Regions from separate parts of the Zea mays genome. Here region 2 is linked to region 1. Evidence: chromatin contacts called from public Hi-C data. All regions are on one chromosome and are shown on one strand. The core of a region is the stretch at or near the end of the contact, and the rest is flanking DNA. Distances in the headings are between cores, read along the strand shown. Region 1 holds the start of LOC100280751. Region 2 holds the start of LOC100194033 (adenosine/AMP deaminase family protein).

Region 1 (3,503 bases), core at 90-2,589:
CTACTTTTCATGCAGGGTGAAGCTGATTGCTCCGAAAGACCCCCCAAGCCTCTGAAGTGAACGAGAACGATCGACAACTTCTAACCACTTGTATAGGTCCACAGCTCGTTTGAGTTGCACAAAAGCACCAGGCATGTGCCCATGCCAACAAAACATGTAACAGCGGGGTGCAATCAACTGAGGTCACCTAATACACCAGTTCCACATGGTTGTAGTGTTATTTCCGGCAAGTACCATGTACAGTCACAAGTTGAGTGGGGCTTACCTCAGACGTGATCTACCCCAAGGCTGCGCATACGCCCAGCGATACCGCATCAGAATCTCATCCTCGGAGTAATCAACCCCATACTTCTGGCCTATCGTTCTGTACACCTGGACAGACGTTTAATACAGCAGGCATCAGAAGACTCCTTATTAAACCGCAACAGAGAAAGCATGAGACCGTTGTGCAAACCGTCGTTCGGGGAAAAACGAAGAGAAAATTCCTGGTATGCCATCAGATTTTATACTCATCCCTTGTATGCCACTGAGTGGCATATAGGTATAATTTTTGGTGTCTATGACATGTGGGGCCAGTGGCATACAAGGGATGAGTATATTTTCCAGTGGTATACAGGGAATTGGCCCAAAAACGAACCGAAACCATCTAGCAGTAAAGCAAGCGAGTCTTGACAGATCTGGCCAAAGCACAGCCGGATACCGCGTATAGAGTGAAGAGAAACAACAGATCAGACCATGTCCAATTCCAATCACACCGCCACAGAGCAGCGCACAGCTGAGCCGAAACCAACAACCGCTTCCGGTGGCCAGGAATGATGGGACGCAGAAACCTCCGGACCACGCATGCAACCGGCCGGACATGGCGCTGCAGAAGAGGACGCGAATCGGAGGCGCGCGCGCGCGGCAATGGGAGGGTGGCGAGGGCGAGGGCTAGGGCGAGCGGTGCGGACCTGCGCCATGGGCTCGGTTGGGGCGAGCAGCGTGCCGGCGGCGTCGACGAGGATGGCCTTGTGCGTGATGTCGCCGTACATGGCCCGGCGGTAGTCGTAGTACTCCCGCGCCCCCATGGGCTCCCACCTGGCGCCCGCGGCCACCTCCGCCGCCGTCCCGAGGCCGCGGGCGCCCGCGGCGAGCGCCGGCTGCAGCCGGGCGGCGGCGGCCGCCGCGCACAGCCGCGCCACCGCCATTGATTGCGAGGCGGCGAGAGGAGCGGGGAGGGGCGAGGGAGAGCGACAGCTGGCGGCGTGGCGTGGCGCGTCGTGGGCTTGGGGCCTTGGGGGGTGTGGTCCTCGGGGGAGCTAGTGGTGGTGGCCGGTACCGGTTATAGGCGGCGAAGGCGTGCGTGGCGAGTTGGTGACTGCGGCGTGAGACTGAGAGAGGTGAGGTGATGTGGTGGAGAAGGAAGGTGGCTTTGCTGCTCCTTCGTTCGGCAGCAGGGTTTACTTGGATGGATGCCTTCCGATTCTCTCAGGTCGAATGGAGAACATGTTTTGGTTATAAAAAAAGGGAAATGGGAGATAGTGGAAGCATGATTGCATGCTGACACGAAACAGAAAAAAAAAACATTTTCATCTGGGTGAAAGAAGCCCACATGAGGACTAGCCAGCCCGTTTCCCGTCCTGCCACGTCCTACGGTTTCGTCGTGTACCCGCTTATTTTGTTACACTTCCACATCACCTTTGCATTAGCGTTAATGTTTAATTTCATGGGTCGCGCTCGCCGGATCTTGGGCCACGCTGTTGGCGTTACACGCATGGCGCACCGGGATGATCGATCACACACTTCCTCCTCCTTTTTTCTATGCCACTCCCTTCTTCTTTTTCTATGCATCCGGCGCTTTAAGAAAAGAAGGGATCCTTTCGGTTGCAACCAAAAAAGATGAACGAACGAAACAAAGAAACGTTACATTTATTTATTACCACTTAAAATTACTGGTGCATGGAATTAACAAATAATCGTGAATTAACAAACCTGGACGCATGCTAGAATGGGCATAATTTCTCGTGGTTTCTCTGTCAACGCTACTCCATCTGACGAACCTGGAGCGGCGACAGGCGCGTGGTGCATTCTTATTCATTCTTATTGACGGTTGCACAGTGTGTATTATATATAGTGTTCTTTGATAACAGTTTTGGTTTTTAGCCACTCGTATGCTGCGCATCGATCTGGATCAATTGCAACAGGTGCTGTCCCTAATGGCCAAGGATGAACAATGGGTAGTGAAAGTGTCAGGGGATTGTTCATATTTTAAGTGCTGCGGGTGTCGATAACACCAATATTAGGGTATGTTCGGTTATACCCCAATCCATATAGATTGAGGGAGTTCAATCCTTAGTAAGTCAAAAAAATCCTAATTTATATCAATCTATTCGAATCCATATGGATTGGAAAAAATATCAATCTTCACAGTGTAGCTTTGTAACAATTGATTTGGTGCTTCGTTATAATGTTTATACCCAAAGTTTGAGGATTATTCAACTTGTGCTCCTCTTGCCATAGGTTGTCATACTTTCAAGTTCGTGTCAAATGTAGCTTTGTGTAGATGATCTTTCAAGGCACTTTACAATAGTTAGTATACTAAGAGGGTGTTTGAATGCACTTGAGCTATGAGCTAATAGTTAGTTGGCTAAAAAATTGCTAGTGAAATTAGCCAGCTAACTATTAGCTAATTTGCTAAAAATAGCTAATAGTTAAACTATTAGCTAAATCATTTGGATGTCTTTAGCTAATATTAACAACTAACTATTAACTCTAGTGCATTCAAACATTGGCCTAAGATGTAGGTTTTGTGTGTTTGGAAGTGTTTCCAAACGAGGATAAGAGTTGCCTTGATGCGAAATGTTTGAACTGTGTTTGATGGTATGCTTTAACATGTACTGCTGACGTGCATTAAAATGAGCTGTTTTTAGCAATTTCATTGTTGAACCTGCAAATAGGTATAACACCGTCCTTGTTTGCCACATATGGGGCTTCCTTGCATGCCACCCTCGGCTATGGCTACGTGTTGAGAGGCCAATCAGAGATGTAATGGAGCCTAGAGTTTATCCAAATCTTGAGGCTGTCGTTTCTGCTGTAGGTCTCTCTCCTCTCTTTATGTCTTGTTCTCGTTGTGAACAGGGGATGTTATGGCTGATCTCCATGTACCTTATTGAAGGTCCGATAACACCATTCTTTATTGCGGCTGGTGGTTCCCATGTTGCGTGTAACATTCAAATAAACAAGCCTATTTGCATAGTAAGTTTTGCCTTTCATGTTCCTGAGTCCTAAAGATGTCAACAGGGATGTGATCTGGCGAATGCTTCCTGCACTTGACACCAACATTTGTCTTTATTTTTGTGTGTTGTCTTTATTTTTGTGTGTGCGACTTTGAACCAAATTTACTTATATCAGATTGGCGGGGGTAATCTTCCCGATGACACTGTATTAACCTGTTCACGTGGCTTCGACAAATAAGCTCCTTCCCTTTTGTGGCCATTTATCTTGTCTGCAATTGTTGATTGCTG
Region 2 (3,091 bases), core at 232-2,731, 200 kb after region 1:
TCAACTCCGAGACCGACTTCGTGGCCCGCAACGACAAGTTCAGGGAGCTGGTGAACGACCTCGCGATGCAGGTGGTAGCGTGTCCGCAGGTCGACTACGTCTCGGTGGACGACATCCCGGAGAGCGTCGTCGGCAAGGAGAAGGAGATCGAGATGCAGAGGGAGGACCTGCAGTCGAAGCCCGAGAGCATCAGGGAGAAGATCGTGGAAGGGCGGATCGCGAAGAGGCTCGGCGTGATGGCCCTCCTGGAGCAGCCCTACATCAAGGACGACAGCAAGACGGTGAAGGATCTCGTGAAGGAGACGGTCGCCTCACTCGGGGAGAACATTAAGGTGCGGAGGTTTGTCCGGTACACCCTGGGCGAGGACTGATCGGTGTGAGGTCGGGCAGCGATCCCTCCGTCGCAGCGCAGCGCAGCCCTGGCATGAGAAGTCGGGCACGTTTTTGGCATGAGAAGGTCTGTGACTCGGTTCCATCTGTAATTCCGTATCACCTGTTACTGCTGTTCGTGGTTCAGAAGAGTAAGAGGGGTTGGTTAGTATATCCATCAAAGCATATATATATATACAACATTAAGGCAAATTGAATTTTGTATCTTTTATCTGTGCTTCGTTTCAAAACATGATCGAATTGTAGCATGGACGTATGGTCTTGGCCAATGTAATTGTCTTGATCATGTGGTTCCATGAAGGCTACGTGTCAAAATTGTCACGTAGGATGTGTGTGGCGTGCTTCAGTGTCAAGGCGCAGGTGGAGCCGTCAGACCATCAACGTGGATAGAGCAGAGCCACCACCGCTGGTGTCCTTGTGGATTTACCGTGGGGCGGTGGGCGTGCCGCCGCTGCTCAGAGCCGGCGCGGCAAGGGTACCGGGTACGGGGCCGACGCTTGCTGGCGGCTGCCGGCGTCGGCTTCGGCAGGGTCTGTGTTTGGACGCCGGTGGCTAGACGTCGATTGGCCGAATGGGGAACGACATTGTCTCGAGGGGAAGAAGGGGATAACTAGTATGTGCCAGCAAGTGTAGGGGATGACACCTGGGCCCGTGTGTGTTTGATATGGAGAGAGAGAGGCCGTAGCAGGGGTACTTTGGGGCATACGAAAATACGGATACCCGCAATGATATCTAGAGCGTACAAAGTGGCGTCTGCACGTAGAATTACAATAGCACCGTTTCGAATATGATAAATATTATAAATCCGTACAAGTTGCAATGGTACGGTTTCACTTCATTCTTATTTAAATGTGTCCCAACCGAGAGTGTGGTGAAAAAAATAGAATAAAACCTGAGTTTGTGCCGCACTACCGCGAGCAAAAAAAAAATGTCAAAATTCTTCTCTTTAAAAAATGGTCTAATTCATCACCTCAAATTCAATCTGGAACAATGATTTGGATTGGATCAATTTCTATGCAAAAACACAGTTATCGCCCTGAGCCCCTGACGCTGGCTGAACCGACAAACAACAGCAATAATTCATAGTTGAAGACAGGCACAGGGCGAGACCGCCGTCATGGACACTGAGACCGAGGGGAAGGCGGCGGCGGTCGAGGAGATGAGGGAGTGGTGCGTCGCTCTCCCCAAGGTGGAGCTCCACGCCCACCTCAACGGCTCCGTCCGCAACTCCACCCTCCTGTCAGTGCTCCGCTCCGCACCGTCTCCACCCATCTCCCCTCTCCCCTGGCCTCCCGGTTCTTGATTCCCCCCCACCCGTCGGTAGTGTAGCGTAGCTCCTCCGGGTTCCTCATTCGATGCTCGAGCAACATCAACCCACAGCTTCACCGATAGGGTGTATCCCTGCACAACAGCTGTTCCATGTCAGTCATGACAAAAACTCTGCTAATGAAATTGGTGGCTCGAATCTGATCTTGTTTACCAGCAAGCAAATCTGGTGTGCTTGCAAACTGTGAGATTGCAGGCGTTGTAGCTTTTTAGGAAGCTGGACATATACAGTAGCAGTGTGCGGACATGTGGGCTCTTGCATTGTAGTAGCGTGATTGCTCCCTTGCCTGTTTTGACAAAATAAAATTTCTGATGGAGCTTTTAGTTCACAGATCACAGATGACTTACCTCCTCGAAAATGACCTTATTACTTATATGAGATAATTTAAGATAGGTCTCAAAATATGTCTGTTGTTCGAGGAACCCGATGAACCATGTGTTACATTGCTGGTTAGTTCAACCAAGACATTACATGTATACAGAGATGCTCTTTACCCCCTTTTTTCTATTTCTTTTAGAAAATATTCAAATCCTTTAGTGAGTGCATTGCTAGTTCACAGGTTAGTCCCTTTTTTTTAATATGTAATTCTAGGCTCTAGCTATCTATAATTGGACTAAACATATTACTTATCATGTAAACACCTATGTGTATTTTCTGGAGAATATATTGGCAGTATTCTGCTTAGCATATTAAAGTTTTTACCAATGTCCTCTCCTGCCTGGACATCATATTATCATTATTAACATAGAAACCTGACCTTTCGAGTGGTAAATTTGAACAGAGAACTTGCAAAACATCTAGGCGACAAAGGAGTCATTGTTTTTGAAGATGTTAAGGATGTGATCATGAAGAGTTAGTGTCCGATTCCCTTGAAATTGTTTTCTAATACAATTACTAGTATAAATTGTATTAAAAATCTTACATGGATTCTTGGTGCTTTTGCTTATATATATATGAGGCTTCTAAAGTGTGTCTTTAAATGTTAAACAGGTGATAGATCTCTTCCAGAGTGTTTCAAGCTTTTTGATCTGTTTCATATACTTACAACTGATCATGATACAGTAACAAGGATTGCTAAGGAGGTATCTGCCATTGTGATTAGAAGGTTGCATTTTTTGTAATACTGTTGTATACTCAATTAGCTTAGTAAATTAACCCAGACAAAATTCACAGGTTGTAGAAGATTTTGCTGCAGAGAATGTTGTATATTTGGAAATAAGAACAACACCTAAGGTGCTACTATATGTTTTTTTGTGTGTATTTTTTGCAATTTATGACAATATTGTGAATTGTTTTATGTTTTTTTCCTCACATATTGTCCAGAACAATGAGGCAAAGGGGATGACCAAGAGGTCTTACATGGATGCTGTTATT

Evidence for each region. Hi-C and Micro-C count contacts between places; a contact is called where the count stands out from the background.
Region 2: a contact with region 1 is called in a Hi-C map of leaf, with 5 times the contacts expected there. The contact joins the promoter of LOC100194033 here to the promoter of LOC100280751 in region 1. A contact is called at or near these places in 3 of 25 Hi-C or Micro-C datasets (ear, leaf and tassel).

The regions. Positions count from the first base shown.
Region 1 is chr2:221,891,928-221,895,430 of Zm-B73-REFERENCE-NAM-5.0, forward strand. LOC100280751 reads right to left here and starts at 1,340. Exons shown (of 6, transcript NM_001153672.2): 1 at 951-1,340; 2 at 266-372. The coding sequence starts at 1,187.
Region 2 is chr2:222,090,452-222,093,542 of Zm-B73-REFERENCE-NAM-5.0, forward strand. It overlaps LOC100194033 (adenosine/AMP deaminase family protein), which reads left to right and starts at 1,482. Exons shown (of 11, transcript NM_001139094.1): 1 at 1,482-1,629; 2 at 2,499-2,569; 3 at 2,708-2,799; 4 at 2,891-2,950; 5 at 3,041-3,091. The coding sequence starts at 1,508. It overlaps LOC100192861, which reads left to right. Exons shown (of 4, transcript NM_001348753.1): 4 at 1-637. The coding sequence ends at 371.